3 separate regions of the Ovis aries genome follow, and regions 1 and 2 are each linked to region 3. A link is a contact called in public Hi-C data. All regions are on one chromosome and are shown on one strand. Each heading gives the region's core, a stretch centred on a gene start, on an enhancer-like site or on the middle of the called end of the contact. The rest is flanking DNA. Distances are from core to core; before and after follow the strand shown. Region 1 overlaps ZNF469 (zinc finger protein 469). Region 2 overlaps ZFPM1 (zinc finger protein, FOG family member 1). Region 3 overlaps BANP (BTG3 associated nuclear protein).

Region 1 (4,369 bases), core at 773-3,272, 310 kb after region 3:
TAACAAGAGTTAAGTTGAGGCAGCCACCAGTCAGATGGTGGCAGCCTCCATCAAAGTGTCGTTGCTGCTGTTGCTGGAATTCCAAAGCAACCCTAGAAATCAGATGGGGGCCAAAGAGCCATCTCTGAGCTGCCCAGTCCTACAGAGCACAACAGGCCTCTGACCACAGGGTTGTGCCGGCCACTGTCTGTGCTGCTGACAGAAAAGCTGGTCTCTAGTGCACCTTGACCCCTGGTCCTCTGTCTCCACCCCCACCACCTCCACCCCAGCCTCCGTAGTTGCCCTCTCTAGAGCCTGTCTCCTACACGGAGCTCTCTGCTGCAAGTATGAGCAATTTTACTCTGAAGTTTCTGGTGCTATTTTCATGTAATGTGAATATAGGCTTCCTTGATTTGTTTTACCTGGGGGATGGGGTCGGACCAAGAGGTGCTAGGGGTCATACAGGCTGCCCGAGGCACCAGCGGCCCAAGAAGCCCTGACTGGCTCCCAGCTGCCTGCGTGCAGCCCCAGCCCCATGGTTGGTCGGAGCAGCCAGATGGGACCCTCAAGGCCGGCTCACGCACTGACCCGACCCAGGGGCCGGCACACATGTCCTTTCTACAGAATCGTGTCTTCACAGGGGCAGGAGGTGGGGAGAGGCTACCTTCTGTCCTTAGGTGTCTCTGAGGTTTGTGGTTTGTTTTGTTCTGTTTCTTCATTTTAACCTTAGGTACAGTGTGTATGTCAAAAGTTCTAATTTTGATATTTTGAAAGAGACCAAATCAAGCCCAAACTGCCTTTTTTTGTAAAAGGTGTGTGTGCCACTCAGAGTGCCTCTTTAGTGCTGATGAATAAACCCGGGGTGGGGGGGGGGGGGCTCTGAGGTTGTACTGTAAAAACCGTAGCAATCCGTGCTGTCAAATATATGCCCACTGTTGTCACAGGGTGCCTCCGCCGTGGCCTCTGTCCTCCCGCCAGCCCCACCCTGCTGCTCCGCCAAGCTGCCACCCTCGTCCTGTCCTAGGGTCACGTGGCCCTGCAGAGCCTACTGGCAGTGCAGCGGTCCCACCAGGTCCCAGACCTGTTAACCCGGCGAAGATAGTGCCTCAGCGCTGCAGGCCCCTCTGGGTTAGGGAGCCAGAGGGCAACAGAGACAGCAGGGGGCACCAGACCCAGAGACCTTCCCCCACTACAGGCTCTGACCCCTAGGGACCCTGAGTCCTGAAGATGCCTCCAGAGACCCCTGTGTCAGGGACAAGTACTTGGAGGGCAGCAGATCCCTGTCCAGCCCCTGACAGCTGCCTGGGCTTGGTGGGGGCAGAGTGGGGGTGCATCTCTCAGAGCAGGCCCCCAACCACACCTGCTGGACAGTGGGAGGGGGAGCCACGCCATCCACAGGGAGACAGGTTCTGCACATGGTGCAGGGACCACCTTGCCACAGCCCCACCCACCCCACCACTCCCCTTGTCCCACCAGGCCCTGGCCCCACACTTCCATCCACCAGGGACACCCTGCCCAGGTCCTTGCCCTCAGCCTCAGCCCCTCTCATCGATGCCCCCTGCCCAGCAGGCTGCCTCCTCTGTCTGGTACTTACACACCTTCTGTGGGCTGCAGAACAAACTAGCAGCTGACAAGGGGTGCCAGCCGGGGGTTGGGGCTGCAGTGGGTGGAATCAGTGGGCTCGGAGCCACACTTGAGAAACACCATCCCAGGACTTGGTGGTGGACACCTTGTGGGGCCAGCCAGGTCTGCAGCACTGGGTGCCCCTGCCCGGCTCGCCATGCCTCGGCCAGCCTCAGGCTGGCCTCCTCGTCCCTGGAAGCACGATGGGGTGTCCAGGCCCTGCCACAGGCTGTGATTGGTGGGGGAGGGGTGAGGCTGGCGCTCTGCACGGTCAGGTGCCCATGGGTGCAGAGGCGCATGACATCGGGGACCCCTCAGCTCTAGTCTTCGGGGCGGGACATGAGTGAACCTGCCCTCCTGGGTCCTGAGCCCACGGCAGGGCTGCGAGCCCCAGTGTGTGGACAGTGGCAGCCTGGCCAGCAGGTGGCAGCATTCACCAGCTCGGCGAGGCCGGGGCAGCTCAGGTACACACGCACGTCACAGGTACGCGGGGCACCCTCGTCCTCACACACACGGGTGCACTGTTCCCAGGCCTCACGCAACCACAGACAGCCACGCATACAACCACCCACACACAACCACACACAAGCACCCACACACATAGAACCACAGACACCCATGCAGACAACCACACATAAACCACAGACAGCCACACACACAACCACACATACAACCAGACAGCCACACACACAACCACACAAACAACCACAGCCACACATACAACCACACACCCACAACCATACACAAGTACCCACACACACAGCCACAGACACACACACCACACATATAACCACAGACAGCCACACACACAACAACATACATACACACAACCACACACAAGCACCCACACACACAACCACACATCTGACTGATTCTGGGCACATCTGTGGGAACCGGCCTGAGCGAGGGGTCCAGGGTGGGCGTCCTGAAGGGCCCCATGTGGGCTGTGACAGCAGGCTGGACGGAGTGGGAGAGGATTTGGTGGGCACAGACCCTGTTCAGGGGCCACGGCTCCCTGAGGACCCGAGGAGGCAGAGCCTGGCCCCCACAGGCCCTTCTGCCTGGGCCCCAAGGGCCTGGCTCGCCCCCTCTAGGAAGCCAGAGTACCCCCCAGATCTGCCAGGTGAGGCAAGGAGCAGGGGAGTCTGAGGGTCGGCAGCAAGGTGAAGGCTGTACCTGACAGCTGCACTCCACCAGGTCCCGAAGCCTGACCCCAGTGACCCTTTGGCCCCACCAGTCCGGACACGGGGCCAGAGAGAAGATGGTGCCTGGGACCAGGTGAGGAGGGGCAGGGAGCACGCGGGAGTCTGCCCGGGCATGGGGCATAGGGCTGCAGGAGGGAAAGAGCCGGCAGTGGAGCAGGCGGCAGGCCCCATCCTCGGGCCCTGTCCCCAGACCCCATGAAGGGGGAGGCTTGCCTGGGCGGCCAGAGGCCACATCCACCGGGAATGGCTGGAGAACGTCCTTAGGATGGGCTTGCCTAGGGGCCAAGGCAAGGGGAAAAGGCAATGGCACCCCACTCCAGTACTCTTGCCTGGAAAATCCCATGAACTGAGGAGCCTGGTGGGCTGCAGTCCATGGGGTCGCGAAGAGTTGGACACGACTGAGCAACTTCACTTTGACTTTTCACTTTCATGCACTGGAGAAGGAAATGGCAACCCACTCCAGTGTTCTTGCCTAGAGAATCCCAGGGACGGGGGAGCCTGGTGGGCTGCCGTCTATGGGGTCACAAGAGTCGGACACGACTGAAGCGACTTAGCAGTAGCAGCAGGGGCCACAGATGCCTCAGAGAACCCAGCCTCCCAGGGAGAGGGTGTAGAAGGCCACACTCACACAGGCAGAAGAATCCATACGTCCGGGGTCCCACAGAGAGGGCCACCAGGGATGGGCCAGGTCCGCGTCACTGGGATCCCTCTAAGCACCGCCGTGGGGGCACAGGACCTGGAGGCTGTTGGTCCTGTGTGTCACCCGAAATGTGCCGTGGTGGGCTCTGGTCTTGAGCCTGAGGCTGAACCCTGCGAGATCCCACTTCTCTGCCTGTCTGGTGGGTGGCCAGCGGGCCCAGGGTCCCGCTGCTGTGGCTGCAGGACCACTGCCCAGAAGCAGCCACACAAAGCCTTCCCGCCTAGGCCTGGGCACCCAAGGCCACAGCCCCTTCCCACGGGCCAATGTCTGCCTCCCTGACCAGATGGCCTGGCCTTGTGGGCTGCAGCTCAAGGCCACCAGCCTCCTCCCTGGAGCCCCCGACTGAGAGAGGTTGCAGACAGGGCCCTCCCTAGGTTTAGCTGGGCCTAAACACACCTCGGTCTCAGCTGCAGTCTCAGCTGCGAGAGACTCAGGCACATTGCTGGGCCCAGGCAGGAGGGCGAGTGCCAGGGGTCTCACCTTCCCCTCTGGGTGCAGCGTCACCAGAAACCCGTCCAGCCCTGACTCTCGGGCTCCCTCCGAAGACTGAGTGCTGGGGCTCACTGGCTCTGGCCGGAGCTTCTCCCCACACCATCCACTTGGCTCCCTCCCTCCCCTCCCCTTCTTAGGGGCTTTGCTTAGGTGGCACCTCCTATCTGCAGCCTTCTTAACCACCTGCTAAGATGACAGCTGCCCCCCAGTGCCCAGGCCCGAGGCCTCGGGGCTGAGACATGCTTGCCCTGGGGTGCCCATGGCCCACTCACTAATCCTGGCTGCTCCCCTGCCGCTGGACTCTGAGTGCCTGTCCTGTGTGCTGTCCACAGTTGTACCTCCAGTGCTGGAGCGGGAGGAAGTGGGAGGT
Region 2 (4,091 bases), core at 845-3,344, 360 kb after region 3:
ACTGCACCCCCCATCCCCAGACCCTCCCCTCCCGCCGGCAGCCTCCCCTCTGGAGGTTCTTGTACTCCTTGGGCCCAGGGCACAGGTCAGCCTGGGGAGACTTGGCGTGAGGCTGGAAACCCTCTCCAGGCCGGGAGATAGTGTCCAGGGAGCGCTCCTTTGAGGCTCGCAGAGGAGCCCAGGGAGGAAGGGCAGCCCACTCGGCCTGCGGCTTTATCTCCTGCAGAATTAAATCCTTGATTAACCCTTATCTTCCCAGCAGGCACTATCTCCACCTTGGCGCCAAGTGTCCAGACACGCGTACAAGATGATTGATTTCTTAAAGATACGCGTGCCTCTCGGATACTTCACTTATTGTCTAAATATTTTCGCTAGCGTTCCAGCGGGCCCCTTATCGAGCTCAGTTGATGGGCCCGGCTCTCTCCCCCGAGTACCTCCCACCCCAGACCATCCCATCGCCTGCCAGGCAGCTTGTCTTTGCTATTTGGAGGACGAAGTGGGAGAGGGGCAACTCTGGGGTGTGGCAGCACTTTCCCACAATCACCCTGGGCCTAGACCGCCTGCAGAGCAGAGGGGAGGCACGGTGGCCGTCCTCGCACACGCCAGGCCTTAGGGATGGGACTGAGGAAAGCACACAGTCCTCAGAGCCTGCTAGGAGTCAAGAGTTGGTTCGCTGTGGGACCTCAAGATACCCCAGGATGCAACTAGGGCCTTCACTGGAAACCCAGGGGCTGGAGGCCCAGCAGTGTAAAACTTGTACTCCGATGCAGAAGAAATGTTCAGGGTGGGTAGTGGGTGGATATGTAGACGGGTAAGAGGATGAAGAGTGGAGGATAAGCAGAGGGATGGATGGATAGGTGGACAGGCAGATGGTAGACAGATGACCTGGATGGTAGAATGGGCAGAGGTGGATGGAAGGGTGTTGGTGGATGGATGGGAGGGTGAGTGGATACTGGCTAGATAACTGGATGGATGCGTGTACAGGCACATAGATGTTAGGCAGAAGGTTAAGTGCTGGATGTATGGGCAGAAGATGGATGGATAATAGAGAAAGATAGTAGATGGACGAGGATGGATGGAAGGGTGAGTGGACACTGGATGGATACATGGATGGATGCGTGTACAGGTAGATGTCAGATGGAAGGTTGAGTGCCGGGTGAACGGGCAGGTGGACGGTGGATGGATGAGTGGGTAGTGGACGGATAAATGGAAGGTGGATGGACAAGTGAAGAATGGACAGGTGGGTGAATCTGTGGGCAGGCAGAAGATGGGTGGATGGGTGGGTGAGCGGATGGATAGGTAGGTATGTGAATATGTGAAAGGGTAAATGGATGGTGGATGGATGAATGAACAAGCAGGCCTGCACTAACCTGACCCATCCATCTATCTGTCCAGCTGCCCTCCCAGAGCTCATCCACTTTATCTGCAAGGCCACCATGACGTCCACGAGAGGCAGGAGGGACCCTCTGGAGGAGCAGCAGGTCTGGGCAGGCAGCCCCGGCCCATGAGGCTGACATGAGGTCAGCTGGCTCCACGCAGACGGAGCTGGGCCTTCGGGCACCACAGGCTCTGAGTGGCTCTCCCCACAGGAACTCCCCCAAAGGTTGTCATCAGTGGTCATGGCCGGGCAGAGCCAAACTTTCAGCAGGATGAGCACTGGCCAGAGGGTGGGGTGCTGCAGCGCACCAGACAAGGGCCCTCCTGGTGAGGCCCCTCTTCCTGCAGTTGCCATAGGGAATGATCCCTAAGGGAAGATGCCCAGCCTAGGCATGGCACACGGTGGGTCCCTTGTGCTTCTCTCGCCTGACACACCTGAGCCGCCCCCTGGGTGGGGATGCCTCTGGGACAGACTGACAAGACAGGGGTGCAGGCCTGATCAGAGCCCACCACAGCCTGCGCCCCTGACCTCCCGTGAGCCTGCCCATGGTGCCCTGGGAGGCCTTCCACGGGCCGTCTGGCTCTCTGAGCCAGGACCCTGCCACCCCTGGATGCTGCTTCACGGACGCAAGGCAGGTTTGGGAACAGCCTGAGATATGGCTGTCACAGCGGATGCGGTAGAGATAGGGTTTCTGATGGTTATCATTGGGCACAGAACCCAGACACTGACCTCTTTGTTGGGGGAACAAGGAGGGTTCTCAGATGCACCCAGAGAATTTAAAGGGGCCGCCCACTATGCTGGAGCAGGAAGGGACCAAGCAACCCCCACGGTTAAGGCAGGGTGGGGAACCTAGCCTGTCCAGAGCGAGCTAGACCCAAGCTCAGCAGTGAGCCTGGGATGCCCCAGGAGGGGAGGTAGCCGGTCTCTGATGGTTTTGGCAGAAGGGCTCACACCCTGCTGCCCACAGGACCTTCAACCACCAGAGAAAAGGGCTCTGTCCCCAGGCTGCCTGGAATTAGGGGCGGGGGGGCAGAGGGGGAGAAGAAAAGATAGAACAGAGCAGCTCGAACCATGTCTGCCCCTTCACAGCAGGGAGGGCAGAGACTGAAATCTGTCCTCACCGCCCAGGGCTGGGTGGAGGGCAGGCTGCAGCTCCCGGGACAGGGTGGGTGGAGGTGTGCTCCCTTCCCTGGAACTGTGGCGGGGTGCTGGTGCCTGCACCCCTAGGGTCCAAGCGCAGGGGGGGAGGCCAGGGCTGGTGGGCTCAGCCTTGCCCATGTAAGTGGGGGCCAGGCTCCCCCAGAGTATTAAGGGCCAAGGGAATGAGGGGGAAGGGTCCTAACCCTGGATCTCCTGGCCCCTCTCCCTCTTGGGAGTCAGGCATGGGGTCCCCACGTCCCCTGCCCCTCGCCCACCCTCATGGGCACCCAGCCAGTCCAGGGCAGCCACCAGGCAACGGGCTGCTCCTGGCGGGAGGCACAGAGCCCCCAGGAACATGGCGCTGCCTCCTGCCCTCCGCGTGGACGGACGTGGAGAATCGGGGGTTCTGCAGCGTCAGCAGGGCTGTGCTTTTATCATGCCGCGAACACGCTGCTCCTGGGAGTGATAAGCACTAAACCGACCGGGAGGCTGTCAGTCTCAGTTTGAGGGTTTAGAAATATTGGGACGAATAATTAGATTTCATATCGTTACCGCAGCACCCATCTGAGGATCAGGCAGATTAATTTTTTTCTCCCTCCTCCACTTATTAATATTCATTAGAGACTCAGAGAAGCCCCCGCCTCCGCGAGCTGCTGGCCCAAGTTGGGCCAGCCAGGATGCAGGAGCCGCCGGCCACTCGCTGCTGCGCCCACTCCACTTTGGCCCCAGCCTGTCCCCAGCTATGGGCGGCAAAAACCTCCCAGCGGGGAGATCCCCAGCTCTGCGGCTGGCCCTCAAAAGCCAGCTCCTTGGTGGAGCCCGTCGCCTCCAGTTGACGTCTGGCGGTTGACAGCCTGGTGGCCTCCTGGGCCCCGAGGCACAAGGGTGGCCCTGCTCCTGTTCTTCACTTGCCAGGCAGGTGTTGTCCAAAGTGAGGGTGGGCGCCACACCGATGGTGACTGCCTGGTGCCCCAGGGGAAACCAAGTCTCAGAGAGGGACGTGACCCACCCCAAGAGCAGGCGGCAGCACAAGGTCTGTCAAGGGGGCATGCAGGCTCTGGGCATCGCCCTTTCTGCAGAGATGCTGGGGCCCAGGCAGGAGGGCATGGTGCTGGCCAGCTCCACTCCTGTGACCCACTGGACGACTGTTACGACTGAGCCATGCAGCTGGTCCGCTGGCTGGACTGCCCGAGTCCACCACAGGATGAGGGCAAGGTGCAGAGGGGTGCGGTGAGGCCGCTGTGTATTGAGGGCCAGCGCCCTCCCAAGTCTCCCAGTCAGGGAGTCTGGACTGCACCCCGGTACCCAGCTCTGGAGCCCACATGGTCCCTGCAAGCAAAGCCTAGTGAAGCCATGGGACCAGGCATGGTGGTGCCCACAACCCATCAGAGGACCGCCCCCCACCAAGTGCTACTTGCCCCAGACATCCCACCACATAGCATCCTGGCCAACTGCCACAGGTGCCCCAGGGTGCACAAACGTCCCCGTCCAGGGGGCAGCAGATAACACGGTCTTACAGTTAGCTCAACACAGTCTGCACACGGCACCCAGGGCCTGAGCTTGGCCACCCCAC
Region 3 (4,381 bases), core at 1,126-3,625:
CATTTAACCTTAGGTGACACCTTTATGTTTAAGGTGTTGGAATGGTTTACTGTCTTAACATGAAACAGCTCTGTTAAACCTTTAGTACTGAAGTGTTTTTTGTCTCTGATTTTCAGTTGTATTGGAGAATCATGTAGTGACAGATGAAGATGAACCAGCTTTGAAACGCCAGCGACTAGAGATCAATTGCCAGGACCCTTCTATAAAGGTGAGAGTATTAATATATGTGGCTTTTTATATCTGACATGGTGCTGCCGTAACATTTTCACAATTTGGGGTGAGGAGGAGCTTAAATCAATACCAATTTACTTTCTCACGGTTCTGGAAGTCAGAAGTCTGAAATCAGGATTTCCCCAGGGCTGAGTTCCCTTCAGAGGCTCCGAGGAAGGGTCCCTCCTGCCTCTTCCAGCTCCGGGGGGGCCCAGGCATCTGTGGGCTCGAGGCCATGTCCCTCCAGTCTCCACCTCCATCTTCAATGGCCTCCTCCAAGTCTCCGTTGCTTTTCTGCTTCTTACAAGGACAGGGCCACCCTCATCTAGGATGACCTCATCTTATCTTGATTACATCTGCCCAGATCCTGTTTCCAAGAAAGACTTCATTTACAGGTCCTCAGGCTGAGGATGTGGACATATCGTTTCTCTGAGTCACTGTTCAATCCCCCACAAGGCGCGAACAGCCATGAATGTTTCCCCTTGAAGACTCACAGGGAATAAACCAGGACTGTGGCCTCTTCCTACACAGACCCATGGACCTCGCATGCTCGGAGGGAATGCACACCATTCCCCCAGTGATGAAGCACTTGTGTGTCTGTTGTTTAGGGTACCTAAACTCTACGATTTGCTAGATGGGGCCTTGGAAACCACTGGCTCAGTCAGTGGGCGATCGCTGTTTCTTGGCTTAATTTGTTGGGTCTGCTGTTTGCAGAGCCACAGAGATGAACGCCAGCTCCTGTGAGAAGTTAGGATTGTAGTGCAGAGGAAAACCCAAGGAACTTTTAGCTGATTTATGCAATATTGTGTTTGTTTCTGCTGTACAGCAAAGCGTACACATACATGTATCCACTTTTTTTTAGATTCTTTTTCCGTACAGCTCATTATGGAGTATTGAGTAAAGTTCCCTGTGCTGTACAGCTGTATTCTCTGTTTACCTGGGCCTTCTGTGTAAAAACGTCTGGGTCATCTTGTTAACATGGAGAAGCAGCATGACCTTAACCTAGTGGGTGAAGACACATCCGCTTAAAATTCTATTTCAGATAAATGTATAGAGGACCACTGGTTCAGTAACCCTACATTATATAGTTAAAAATAAAATGCAGTGAGAATCTCATCGCAGAAGAGGCTTGTGTGGTGAATAGCATACCAGTCAGACGTGGACAAGGTCAAGTGAGAGCGGTCCTGCCGCGTCCCTGGCCGGTGAGCAGGGCCTCGGGCTGCAGCTGGAACCTGCCCTCACGTCCTTGGGAAAGTGTGCTCGCCAGGTTGCCAGAGCTCTGCTAAAAGGATAGATTTGGATGATTCTTGGTTAATCTCACTTGTATCTAGAAGACTTATTTAAAAGTGCTATTCTCGGCCTTTCTTTGCTTTATTGATTTGTGAAGTTGTGTTACTGGTATGTAATAACTGATGTTCATCCAAACTCCAGGCGGAATCATTTCTAATTCAGGATTAAGACGATGAAGTTTTACTGTTTAGAGAATTGGGGAGCCGCACGGTTGATGTCTTCAAATTGTAAAAAATAGGGGGGTCATTAGTGATTTGACCTTGGGACTTCGGCTACCGGTGAGTGGTTGTCACGATGCTTACATCAGAGGAGCCTTGGACACTGCCTCTCTGCTGAGCTGAGCTGAGCCATCACGGGCTGGCTCCCGCCTGGCAGCCTCGTCCCTGTGTCAGCTGCGAGGCCAGCAGGGGCACACCCCACGTCGCTCCGTGTCCCTGTTGACCCACGGCAGGAGTGGCTGCTGGGGGAGGCGGCAGCTTCCCACCTGGTGTTTGAGCCGGTCCTTGGTCCCAGGCGGGACTTGGGTGACAGCGCTGGAAGGTGCGGCGGCTCTTCGAACAGCCACTAGGTGGCAGCTGTGCCGCTCTACACGCGGGAGCTGCGGCACCACCCCTCACCTTGGGGCGGTGGGTGTCCCGGGAGCAGGCAGGTTTCTGGGCTCTTATGTTGGGTGTAATCTGTTTTCATAGATGCATTTGACTAGTTTTACGTGTAGGTTTACTGATTAATAAACTCACGTCATAAAGCTCACTTAGGTTCTGTGTTCTGTGGATCTCAGTGTAACTGAGAGTTGCAGCTGCTCCCAGCAGAGTCAGTCATGCTATGAGTGGACAGGGTCCAGCTTGTTTCCTGAGACGCTGCTGCTCACAAGTGGAGCTGGAGTGCCGGGCTCGTCCTGTGGGGACAGATGCAGCCGAGTGTGGGAGAGAGCTGCTCGGTGTTCTTGGAACTGTCTGCCTGGACTTCCAGAGGCCCTTCCTGAAGCTCTTCTGTTTTTCTCTTGCAGTCATTCCTGTATTCCATTAACCAGACAATCTGCTTGCGATTGGATAGCATTGAAGCCAAGCTGCAGGCTCTGGAGGCCACGTGTAAATCCCTGGAAGAGAAGCTGGACCTGGTTACCAACAAGCAGCACAGCCCCATCCAGGTGCCCATGGTGGCTGGCTCACCCCTCGGCGCCACTCAGACCTGCAACAAAGTGCGATGGTGAGAGCCCCCTCCCCAGGCTGTGCCCTCGGCATTCAGGGTGGGACGCTAGTCAGACCTGGACGAGACACGGCCTTTTCCGAGCAGCTGGGCCGTCCTCACAGCCTCTTCGTGGCATGAGCTGGGCATCTCTGCTTTGGAAGTGGCCCGCCAGGCTTTGAAGCTGGACGTGTGTTTCTTCTCTTTTCCTGTTCCATCTGGCTAGGCTTGAGAGATTGTCTTTCTTCAGAGATAGCTTTTTATAAATTTCACTTGAGAGTATCAGACTTTCCAGTCAAGCCTGTATCTTTTATTGTGCCTCTTGGTTTTCTTCTGTTTAGAGCCTAACTGTAGTGGGATGTGCAGTAGTTCAGGTACTGTTGGAATCAGAGACTTGGGAACGTGTGGGCCGATGTGGGGGTGTCCCTGCCTTTGATCGGGGTGCCTGTGCTTGGTCCCGGGCACCATCAAGCCGCGGAGACGAGTGGAAGCCCCGGCCGGAGTGGCTGCATCCGTCCATCCTGCTGGTGTTGCTGTCCTTTCCCACGAGGGGCTGCGGAGAGGTCTTGTGGTGGTGGTGGTGACACCTGTCTGTGCTTGATGAGAGCTGGGACCTTTACCAAGGGTCTCTGGGCCACCTGCTGCCTCCCGCTGAGTGCGGAAGAGGCGGCGGGGGGGGGAGCTGCTCAGGAGTAGGGGCCCCGGCCAGGGTTCTGCCTTGTCTGCGGGTCCCCCATCTGCCCCCTGGGGAAGGGGCAGTGCTTTTTGGGGCACGTGGGATTGGGGAAGGGCATTCATGGACGGGCCAGCGTCCAGTGGCTGCCTGTTGGTTTGCCTGGGATGGCTGTGGACAACACCTGCAGTGTGGGCCCTTGTAACTCTCAGAAGTGTCATGGTGTGTTGGGGACACAGAATGGCCCCGACACCTGCTCTCCAGCCAGGGTTGGGGAGGCCCCAGGGGTCTCTGTCCCCAGAGGAAGGCCAGGTGGTCTGTGCTGTTTCACCCAGTGTTTATACCATGTCCTGATGGTCAGTCGTGTCTTTTCTCCCCATGGACACTTGATGGAGCGTGTTTTCTCTGCAGAGAGACTCAGACTTGCCAGGACCAGTGCCGTTTTAAAGGAAAATTTTTTGTAATGACCCCTTACCCTAAGATGTAATGTCTAGAAAATAGAACTCGTAATTTAAAAAACTAAAGGATGGGAGCGTATAACGTATAATAATGTACCACATGTCATAATGCATAGAAGGCTGGGGGCTATGTCGGGAGGCCGTGGATAGGCCCACGTCAGCTGACGGCCGGGAGGCTGTCGCCCTGGAACTGGGATGCCAGTTGGTGGTGGAATATTACAGAAAGGGTGGTTCCTGTTAAAGTGACAAGTAAAACAACGTACAGTTCTTTCTAGACTCAAATGATAGTAAAATTTCTGGAAAATTCACATTATGTTAAAATTATACAGAAATATTTTGTGTGTGAATGTGAAACATGGTGAGTCTGGGCTCAGCGAGTTATAAGCCGGATTCTCGATCTGAATGTCTGGGATGTTGGCAGTGGGTGTGGGGAGAGAGGTGGTGTTAGGCTTCTCGTCCTCACAGGCTGTCAGCCCCTCGGTCTCTGCCCCTCAGGCCCCCCTTCAAGGATAGCTGCTCTGAGAGCTGAGGCAAGAGTGAAGGCAAGTTTCCTGCCCTGAGTGAG

What was found. Hi-C and Micro-C count contacts between places; a contact is called where the count stands out from the background.
Region 1: a Hi-C map of hypothalamus shows a contact between it and region 3, with 5 times the contacts expected there. The contact joins two enhancer-like sites. A contact is called at or near these places in 4 of 16 Hi-C or Micro-C datasets (hypothalamus, liver and tail adipose tissue).
Region 2: a contact with region 3 is called in a Hi-C map of hypothalamus, with 3 times the contacts expected there. The contact joins two enhancer-like sites. A contact is called at or near these places in 2 of 16 Hi-C or Micro-C datasets (hypothalamus and tail adipose tissue).

What each region holds. Positions count from the first base shown.
Region 1 is chr14:13,257,724-13,262,092 of ARS-UI_Ramb_v3.0, forward strand. It overlaps ZNF469 (zinc finger protein 469), which reads left to right. Exons shown (of 5, transcript XM_042231537.1): 5 at 1-922. Among named protein-coding and RNA genes, the nearest start is that of ZFPM1, 7.5 kb to the right of the region's middle. Within about 2 kb of position 2,023, at least 1 of the 54 cell types and tissues checked has an H3K27ac peak or open chromatin away from gene starts, as enhancers often do. A contact at or near this core is called in hypothalamus, where this site is marked.
Region 2 is chr14:13,315,742-13,319,832 of ARS-UI_Ramb_v3.0, forward strand. The region is part of intron 4 of ZFPM1 (zinc finger protein, FOG family member 1); the gene reads left to right. Among named protein-coding and RNA genes, the nearest start is that of ZFPM1, 50 kb to the left of the region's middle. Within about 2 kb of position 2,095, at least 9 of the 54 cell types and tissues checked have an H3K27ac peak or open chromatin away from gene starts, as enhancers often do. A contact at or near this core is called in hypothalamus, where this site is marked.
Region 3 is chr14:12,951,971-12,956,351 of ARS-UI_Ramb_v3.0, forward strand. It overlaps BANP (BTG3 associated nuclear protein), which reads left to right. Exons shown (of 13, transcript XM_060397901.1): 3 at 117-208; 4 at 2,507-2,706. Among named protein-coding and RNA genes, the nearest start is that of BANP, 24 kb to the left of the region's middle. Within about 2 kb of position 2,376, at least 8 of the 54 cell types and tissues checked have an H3K27ac peak or open chromatin away from gene starts, as enhancers often do. A contact at or near this core is called in hypothalamus, where this site is marked.